Regions from separate parts of the Macaca mulatta genome. Here region 1 is linked to region 2. A link is a contact called in public Hi-C data. All regions are on one chromosome and are shown on one strand. The core of a region is the stretch at or near the end of the contact, and the rest is flanking DNA. Distances in the headings are between cores, read along the strand shown. Region 1 holds the start of DCAF12 (DDB1 and CUL4 associated factor 12). Region 2 holds the start of UBAP1 (ubiquitin associated protein 1).

What was found. Hi-C and Micro-C count contacts between places; a contact is called where the count stands out from the background.
Region 1: a Hi-C map of fetal cortex germinal zone shows a contact between it and region 2, with 2.2 times the contacts expected there. The contact joins the promoter of DCAF12 here to the promoter of UBAP1 in region 2. A contact is called at or near these places in 3 of 14 Hi-C or Micro-C datasets (blood, cortical neurons and fetal cortex germinal zone).

The regions. Positions count from the first base shown.
Region 1 is chr15:65,562,650-65,567,752 of T2T-MMU8v2.0, forward strand. It overlaps DCAF12 (DDB1 and CUL4 associated factor 12), which reads left to right and starts at 1,348. Exons shown (of 9, transcript XM_015117537.3): 1 at 1,348-2,434; 2 at 2,768-3,022. The coding sequence starts at 2,294.
Region 2 is chr15:65,502,841-65,507,474 of T2T-MMU8v2.0, forward strand. It overlaps UBAP1 (ubiquitin associated protein 1), which reads right to left and starts at 2,481. Exons shown (of 7, transcript NM_001266514.1): 1 at 2,427-2,481. LOC144334646 (a long non-coding RNA gene) reads left to right here and starts at 2,716. Exons shown (of 2, transcript XR_013404757.1): 1 at 2,716-3,253.

The sequences.
Region 1 (5,103 bases), core at 98-2,597, 59 kb after region 2:
GCGGGGCAAGACAGAACTAGAACAGACTCAAAAAAGAAAGCTGACCCACTCCTGACCCACTCACTATGTGCATATCTCTAAAGGGACAGGCCTGACCAAATAAGATGGAGCTGCCTTTCCCAAGACATTAGGGGTTAGTGGCAGTGCCGACTTGGGATGACAGGAGACCCTGCTTCAATCTGGTCTTTGGTTCAGCTTGGAAAACAAATCCAAATCTCCTTGTTGACAGAACTTCAGATGGTCCAACAGAGCTCCTTGGAGGTATGAGGCCTGAGGCCTGAAGCCTGAAGGGACCAGCAGGTAATTGGGCACCACAGCCTGAGGGCAATCGGCCCCAAGCAAGAGCATCCTACTTCCTCGGAGGGTTTGTTTGCTTGAGGAAAATGAAGGCTGGCAGTCATATTCCTTCAGGATCTTCCAAAAATGTTGGCAAGGGTGATCCTGATGAAGCCCCCTTGTTTGGTGGCCAACGCCAGCTCTAACTGGACTGGCAAGCCAAAAATGACCACTCTTTCCTGTGGTTCAGAATTCCTAACCTGCCCTAATGGAGACGCAACCTGAATCCAAGAGTAAGGCAGGCAGCGACAGATAAGTTACAGCGTGATGCCTACTTCATAAAGCACAAAAGACCATGTGATTTAGATGGCGGGTCATGGAAATCTAAAGGGGATGGTGAAGTCGCACCGTAAGGGGAAGGTGATGAGGGGCTGAAGCAGTTCGGACAGGAGAAAGGATCAGGAGGAGACAGAGCGGAGAATGGAGCCTGAGGGCTACCCAGGGGTGGGAAGAGGGTAGCCGGAGACCCGTGGGTCGGCCTGGGTTGGTTGTGCTGGGCAGGTTCTCAGCGGTGGGAAAGTCTGGCCACACTGCCTTGGCTTCCTGACTGGACTTCACTTTGACGGGTGGGGGCGGCTTCTGTCCCAACCCTCACCCCCCTGTCCAGCCCTTGGAGCCAGAGCACGGTTTGTGGCAGATTCAGGGAAACGTTTCGTGCCAGATGGGAGGTAACCGGTAGCGGCTACCGGCTAAAGGCCTGCACTAGGGGGGGATTCCTTCCCCCAGCAGCGCTGGTGGTCCTCATTTCCGGGTGCCTGCGGATAGGCGGGCTGGGGTCGGAGGTCGGCGGCCAGAAGCCCGATTCCCTCGGCCCCAGCTCGTCCACGTCCATTCCAGCGGCTGCCAAACGACCTTCGAAAATGGTCCGGCGGCGGCCGGGAAACAGCAGCTAAGTCTCTTCCAATCCCTAAATCCCGCCCCTCTCCTTCCGGCGGCGTTTCCGTGGCGACGCTGTCCAAAGTGCGGCTGCGCAAGGGTGACGGCGCGCGGGCAAGGGGGAGGGGGTGTTTTGGTTCTAATCGCTCGCCGTCCTTCCAGGCTCTGCCGTCGGAAAGCTTCTAGTTCTCGCTTCACCTTCCCTCTCCTGGCCCCAGTCCTTCCTCTCTCTTTCCCTTCTTTCCGCCTTTTTTCTGCTGCCGCTCCGGGTCCGGGCCATTTTCCGGGCCGGGCGCACTAAGGTGCGCGGCCCCGGGGCCCAGTATATGACCCGCCGTCCTGCTATCCCTCTCTTCCCCCGCCCCATGTGGCTGCGGGGCCGCGGCTGCGCTGCCCACTATGGCCCGGAAAGCAGTTAGCAGGAAGCGGAAAGCGCCCGCCTCGCCGGGAGCTGGGAGCGACGCTCAGGGCCAGCAGGTGAGGGTTGAGAGGCCGGCACCTAGGTGGTGAGGCCGAGGCACCAAGAGGGGTTTAGGGTCCGCAGATCCTGCGACAGGAATTGGGGTCCAAGGTCTGCAGTCAGAGGCAAAACAGGAATGGGGCCAGGGCTTGTGGAGTCAGGGCTGGACCCTCGTTAACTGGAGGGCAGATAGGCCAGGGCGGTGAGGAGCCAAAGGGGAACTCAGCAATGGGACATAATCCGCGGAAGGCCTGCAGCCGTGGATAGGGCTTGAAAAGAAACCAGAATCCTGGCTTTGGAGGAAGGGGAAACCGAAGTTAAGGGAATCGGAAACCAACTTTGGTAGAGTGAACACTACCTTCAATGGACCCTAGGAAGCTGGGATGATTGCGTCCCTCCTCGAAGAAAGAAGGAGTCTCCCTATATGTATACCCAACCCTGAACTGGGCTTTTTGGCGTTTGGACCCCAAAAGAAACAACAGTTCCCAGGTATCATCTCTATACCGCCCCCTTTGGAAAGGAAGGTCTTCTTGGACATAGTTATGGCCTCTGATTTCCCGGGGGCCTACTACCCCGTTGGTAGTTGATTTTTCGAATTCTTCAACTGCCTGGAGCGCGGGCATGATGACAGAGGAACGGTCATTGATGATGCATCCCTGGAAGACCTGGCGCTCAGGTCTGTCTCCTTGGACTGTATCTTACCTGCTCCAGTGGGAGTGCAGACTGAGAGGGAGAAGGGGGCTGGGCAGAGATGCAGCCCAGGTTGGTATGGGAATCACTCGACCTCTCATTTCCTTCAATCTTTCACTCCTGAAAGGTCTAGTAAACCTTTTAGCCTGTTCTATTCTTCATTGATTCCCTTGACTTTTAGCCCTTGTAATTCACATAGGTAAGTTTGACTCTGAGCAACTTTTTTTAATGTTGGAAGAGTTAAACGACTTTCTGGATTGAGATTCTTGTTCTCTTGTGTTTGTATTTCTGTTGTTTGTAAATTCTGCAGTATGAGTTATGAGTTGTTGGTGACTTCTGTAATACAGCAGGATCCGTTCGTTAGAAGAGCAGCCAAAGCCCTGATTTCTAATGTTGTTTCCACAGTTTGGCTGGGATCACACGCTTCACAAAAGGAAAAGACTTCCTCCTGTGAAGAGATCCTTAGTATACTACTTGAAGAACCGGGAAGTCAGGCTACAGAATGAAACCAGCTACTCTCGAGTGTTGCATGGTTATGCAGCACAGCAACTTCCCAGTCTCCTGAAGGAGAGAGAGTTTCACCTTGGGACCCTTAATAAAGTGTTTGCATCTCAGTGGTTGAATCATAGGCAAGTGGTGTGTGGCACAAAATGCAACACGGTAAGTGTCTGGGGGGCTGTGACCTCTCCCCTAGGTCCTGGATATATCGTGCCACTTGCTGTAGAACCTCTCGCTGCTAGTTTTCCCATCTGTTTCTTTTAGAAGGGACCAGCCTTACTCTCTTTTCCATTCTTTCCCGTTGATGACTTCTTCCTCTCTTTTTGTGCTCCTTTTTTCACTCATACATTTCTTTTCTGGTAAGTCTTCAAAGGAGTGTATTTCTTTAGGCCCTCTCTGGATGTGCTGCTTCTAGAGGGTTGTTTGTTTGTTTTTGCCTCATCTTTTTATGCTGGTTTTTAAACCATAGGCCTCAAAGGAAAGACTTAAGAAATAATGATGCTCAGAGCATCATTCATGATACATAATAGTGAAAACAGCCTAAGAACATATGTCGAAGTATTTAAAATAGCACACTTGGCTGTTTTTTAGTGAATAGAATCTAAAAATGTATAATAAACTGAGATATGAGAAATACATGAACTATTTTCTATAAGGAAGGCAGGGAATGTGTGTCTGGTAGTATATTTCAGGGTATAAGCATTTGCTCTTTGGAAAGTAGCCTTTTTAAGAGTGACTAGAAAGACAGTTATAAATGAAGTGAAAAATTTCTCAGTAAGCTTTGTAACCAACCCAATTATAGGCCACGATAAAATAAGTCAAAGAGCAGAAATGTTTGGAACAGAGTCCACAAATAGCATGTCAGATAAATGGCATGTCAGAATGGCAAATAAAAAGAGGCAATGCCTAGGGCCTAGGGGTGGGAAATGATTACGCCCAGCCCTCCCTCCATTTTCACCTCACCCTGTATGAATAGACAAGTAATGTCATAATGTGTGAGTAAATTGACCCTGGACTGAAACACATTTTGGATCATGAAAAGAGAGAAGCTTGCTCTAGATTAAGAAAATCTTGGCCGGGCGCGGTGGCTCAAGCCTGTAATCCCAGCACTTTGGGAGGCCGAGACGGGCGGATCACGAGGTCAGGAGATCAAGACCATCCTGGCTAACACAGTGAAACCCCGTCTCTACTAAAAAATACAAAAATCTAGCCGGGCGAGGTAGCAGGCGCCTGTAGTCCCAGCTACTCGGGAGGCTGAGGCAGGAGAATGGCGTGAACCCGGGAGGCGGAGCTTGCAGTGAGCTGAGATCCGGCCACTGCACTCCAGCCTGGGCCACAGAGCGAGACTCCGCCAAAAAAAAAAAAAAAAAGAGAAAATCTTAAGTACTAGGAGAAGTGTCTGTTTATAAAGGACGTAGGCAAAAATTTAAACAGTTTTAAGGAAGGAAATAATACCATGGTGGTTGGTCTGTTTATAAAGGACATGACAAAAATTTAAACAGTTCTGAGGAAGGAAATAATACCATGGTGGCTGGGGCCAACCTTTCGTTTCCTCTTCTGTTGAGAGTCGCTTGTCTTACACAGAAGCCTTTCAAAACTAAGTGGTGGCAACAAGCCTCCACAGAACTTCCTTTTCTTGGTCTCTCCAGCTGCCCACTCATGGTTGAGAACTGTCATCCTTGTCACTTGGGGTAGAAAAAGAGTCTTCTGCTTGGAAGAGTTCATTCCATTTACCGCACATGCATCATGGTGTTTAGCCTAGCAGATATTACTGAATTGTAAACTGAATTAATCACAGCCTCTTGCTTCTTTTTTTTTTTTTTTTTTTTTTTTTTTTTTTTTTTTTTTTGAGACGGAGTCTCGCTCTGTAGCCCAGGCTGGAGTGCAGTGGCCGGATCTCAGCTCACTGCAAGCTCCGCCTCCCGGGTTCACGCCATTCTCCGGCCTCAGCCTCCCGAGTAGCTGGGACTACAGGCGCTGCCACCTCGCCCGGCTATTTTTTGTATTTCTTAGTAGAGACGGGGTTTCACCGTGTTAGCCAGGATGGTCTCGATCTCCTGACCTCGTGATCCGCCCATCTCGGCCTCCCAAAGTGCTGGGATTACAGGCTTGAGCCACCGCGCCCGGCCGCCTCTTGCTTCTTGAATTTATTGACACTATTTTGAAGGCGAGCATAATAAGTAATAATTTAACCTACTCTTAATTCCTACCTCTTTCTGTCTTCCTGCGTCCTCATAACCTAG
Region 2 (4,634 bases), core at 1,231-3,730:
AGAATCGCTTGAACCTGGGAAATAGAGGTTGCAGTGAGCTGAGATCACGCCACAGCACTCCAGCCTGGGCAACAGTGCAAGGCTCAGTCTCAAAAAATAAATAAATAAATAAATAAATAAACAAACATCAGGGATCCTTAAATACCATAGTTAAAAGACATGCAAGATAATGTAACATTTGCCAGTCAAAAATACGTGCACTAGCAGCTCATGCCTCCCAGCAGTTTGGGAGGCTGCGGTGGGAGGATCATTTGAGCTCAGGAGTTCAAAATCAGACTGGGCAACATAAGGAGACTCCAACTCTACAAAAAAAATTTTTTTTCATTAAAAAATACACTAACAATCATTGATGAGACTTGTCTACAGATCTATTGTTATCTTTTCATAATACTGTTAGTCTTCTTCAAAATCAAAGTGAAAAAATCTTTCAGATACACAGAAGAAATGCCATGATTAGGAAATCAGTCTTAAACACTAAACTAAAGAGAAATTGAAGAAGTTTTTATATTTACAGTTTATTTTTTTTTCCTTTGCCTTCTTTAAAAAAAACAAGCAAACAAAAAAAAACCACACAGGCCAGGCGCCTATAATCCCAGCACTTTGGGAGGCCAAGGCCGGAGGATCATTTGAGGTCAGAAGTTCGAGACCAGCCTGACCAACATGGTGAAACCCCATCTCTACTAAAATACAAAAATTAGCCAGCCATAGTGACAAGTGTCTATAAGCTCAGCTACTCGGGAGGCTGAAGCAAGACAGTCACTTGAACCCAGGAGGCAGAGGTTGCAGTGAGCCAAGATCGCGCCACTGCACTCCAGCCTGGGCAACAGACCGAGACTCCCTCTGGAAAAAAATAAAAAGAAACAAACAAAAAAGAAGTTTTTTTTCCAATGAGGTCCTAGCAGGTTAGCAAAGTTAACTGCTGTGCAATGACAGCGATGGTCACTGACTAAAGAAACATTAAGTTTCACATCTCCATAATAATAATGATTGTTATTAATGCAACACACAGTAGGTATTCAATAAACACAATGAATAGAACTAGAAACAAAAATTTAATAAAATATCACTTACAGTAAGTTAATGCAGACAATGTAATTATTTTAAGACTTGAGACATTTCACATTCTTTGCCATAATACGGAATTTTTTTTTGAGTCGGAGTCTCACGTTGTCGTCCAGGCTGGAGTGCAAATGACTCGATCTCTGCTCACTGCAACCTCCGCCTCCCAGGTTCAAGCCATTCTCCTGCCTCGGCCACCAGAGTAGCTGGGATTACAGGCGCCTGCCACCACGCCCGGCTGGCTTTTTGTATTTTTAGGAGAGACGGAGTTTCATCAAGTTGGTCAGGCTGGTCTTGAACTCCTGACCTCGTGATCCGCCCGCCTAGGCCTCCCAAAGTGCTGGGATTTCAGGCGTGAGCCACAGCGCCCGGCCAATACGGAAACTTTTAGTTTAACTAGGTTGGGACATTAACTAGAAAGAACTAACACTAAAGACTAAGTATCTTCTTTTTCCCCACCATCAAATCTGATAAAATTAAAAAGGAAAACATCCACCATATCTAATCAAATTCTGAAATGCTAATAACTGAAAAGACAAAGCACTAACGAGTAAAGTTAGAATAGAATATATGTAATACTTAACCAAATTACCAAATCTGGTTTCGCAACACTGCATGGTGACAAAAAAGTATCAATATTTTATTTCAGTTTAACATAAAACGTATTTTTATGCCCAACCACACTTTTAACACGCTAGTCTGGAAACACAGTTGGCAACAAAGGTCAAAGATCACTGATATAGCTCAAATAAATGAACCTGACGTTCCACAAGAAAGACTGGGGCGGTTCCTGAGGCCCAGGTGGACTGTATAGGTAAGCCTCCACCCAAGAAACAAAAAAGGCGGATAAACATACCTGGAGAAGGCCAGACAAAGCCAAAGATATCCCCAAAAATCACTCAACTCTGGTCTAGTCTCCACCCTTTCTCCCCAGTCTCACTGCCTCAGGGAGAACTAAATCTACACCGCACGTCCCCAGCTCACTCTAAACTCCCCACCACTCACCTTCTTTACTAAAACCTGGGTACCCCTCCCTGACATCCTCTAGTTCCCACCGAGCTCTCAATCCAGCCCGACATAAGTCTACTATGCCTGTCTTCCAGTAGGGTATTAGTCTCCTTAATCCGAACTCATTTTCCCGCATCCCGTTTACCCTCCGCCCCTTCAACTCCGGTCCCCTCACTCCGACCCTTCTCCCAGAATCCTCCCCAAATCGCGGGTCTCCGGCCACTTTTCCCTCCCACCTCCTAGCTCCGGCGCCTTTCACCTCGCTCGGCCCCCCAGCCCGTTTCCTAGTCTCCCAGAACCGGCCCCCCTCCCCCAACTCCGCCCCTCTTCCCCCTCCCCCAGAGGGAGGCCCCTCTCACCTGAATGCCGCTGCTGCCGCCGTCCCAGAAGCCGAAAGGTGCTGGCACCGGCCGGCCTCCGACGCTCGGTCCCCGCTGAGCTCCCGACGGCCCCTAGGGAGAGCGAACGCCACCACCTCCAACTCTGCCCGCTCCGGGCCAGGCCGTCACCGTAGCCACCGCCAGTGCCGCAGCCGCCATGTTGAAGTCCTACTTCCCTCCTCCTTCCCCTCACCGCCCCACCCCTTTGGGCGTCTGACGTCATGGCGCCGCGCTCCACACGCCCGGACCAATGGGAGGAGCCGACGGTGACGTAACTAATCTCCCTTCTAGCGAGGAGCTACTCCGGCAACCTGGAGCGTTGCAATTAGAATGAGTAAACCTTGCTGACCTAAGGGGAAGGAGGAAAGGAGGGGGTCACTAAGAGTGTAAGACTTGGATTTGGCGAGGCGGCCAAAGCGGGAAACCCAAGAGCCTTGAATCGCGAAGGGATGCCCAAAGAGTTAGCAGCGAGTCCTACTTGTGAATTAAGACGTCTAGCTTCTGTTCAGGGTCAGCGACCTGATACAACTCATACGCCTTCTGGGCCTCACTTTTCCCATGTATTGAGGACTAAGTTGAAAGGTGACCTCTAGGCCGTGCGCAGTGGCTCACGCCTGTAATTCCAGCACTTTGAGAGGCCAAGGCAGGAGGATCGCTTGAGCCTGGGACGTCGAGGCTGCGGTAGCTGTGATCGCGCCACTGCACTCCAGGAGAGCAACGGAGCGCGACTCTGTATCAAAAGAAAAAAAAAGAAAGTTGACCTCTGACTCTTCCTTCAGTTCTGACATTCTATGGGTTTAAACCAGGTAATCCAATCCCAAGCCTTCACTACCTTCTGTGGGGGTTGTTGTTGTTGTTTCTGTTCGTGGTGTTTTTTGTTTTTTTGAAACAGGGTCTCGTTCTGTCGCCTAGGCTGGAGTGCAGTGGCGCGATATTGGCGCACTGCAACCTCCACCTGTCGGGCTCAAGTGATCCTCCCACCTCAGCCTTCTGAGTAGCTTGGACTACAGGCGCATGCCACCATGCCTGGATAATTTTTATTATTGTATATATATGGAGAGATGGGGTCTCATCATGTTACCCAGGCTGATCGTAAACTTCTGGGCTCAAGCCTCGCAGTCTCCCAAATTGCTGGGATTATAGGAGTGAGCCATGGCGCTGGCCTTCTGTGTCTTTCTATGTCTGCTGGAATTAGGAGACAGAGAATTATTAATTGAATATGATGAATCTTGGCCGGGCGCGGTGGCTCAAGCCTGTAATCCCAGCACTTTGGGAGGCCGAGACGGGTGGATCACGAGGTCGGGAGATCGAGACCATCTTGGCTAACACGGTGAAACCCCATCTCTACTAAAAAATACAAAAAAAAAAAAAACTAGCCGGGCGAGGTGGCGGGCGCCTGTAGTCCCAGCTACTCAGGAGGCTGAGGCAGGAGAATGGCGTAAACCCGGGAGGTGGAGCTTGCAGTAAGCTGAGATCCGGCCACTGCACCCCAGCCTGGGCGACAGAGCAAGACTCCGTCTCAAAAAAAAAAAAAAAAAAAAAGAATATGATGAATCTTGAGTCCAGGAGTTCAAGATCAATCTAAGCAACATAATGAGACCCCCGTCTCTACAAAAAGTTTGGTAAAAATTAGGTGCGCCTGGGCAATATAGTGAGACCTTGTCTCTACAAAAACTCAAAAAATTATCTGGGCATGGTGGCACGTGCCTGTGGTTCCAACTATTCAGGAGGCTGAGATAGGAGATCACTTGAGCCTGAGAGGTCGAGGCTACAGTGAGCCAGGATTGTGCCAGTGTACTCCAAACATGGGTGACAGAGCAAGATCTTGTCTCAATAAAATAAAATAAAACGACTAGGCACGATGGCTTTCGCCTGTAATCTCAGCACTTTGGGAGGCCAAGATGGTCAGATTGCTTGAGCTCAGGAGTTTGAGACCATCCTGAACAACGTGGTAAATCGTCATCTCTAACAAAAAAAAAAAGTTGGGCATGGTGGTGCACAACTGTAGTGCCAGCTATTAGGCTCTGCAAAGTGAGACCCTGTCTAAAAATAAAATAATTAAAATTGTAAAAAATTATCCAGACATGGTTGCACACATCTGTGGTCCCAGCTAGTTAGGAGGCTGAGGTGAGAAAATGGCCTCAGCCTGGGAGGTTAAGGCAGCTGTGAGCAATGATCATGCCACTG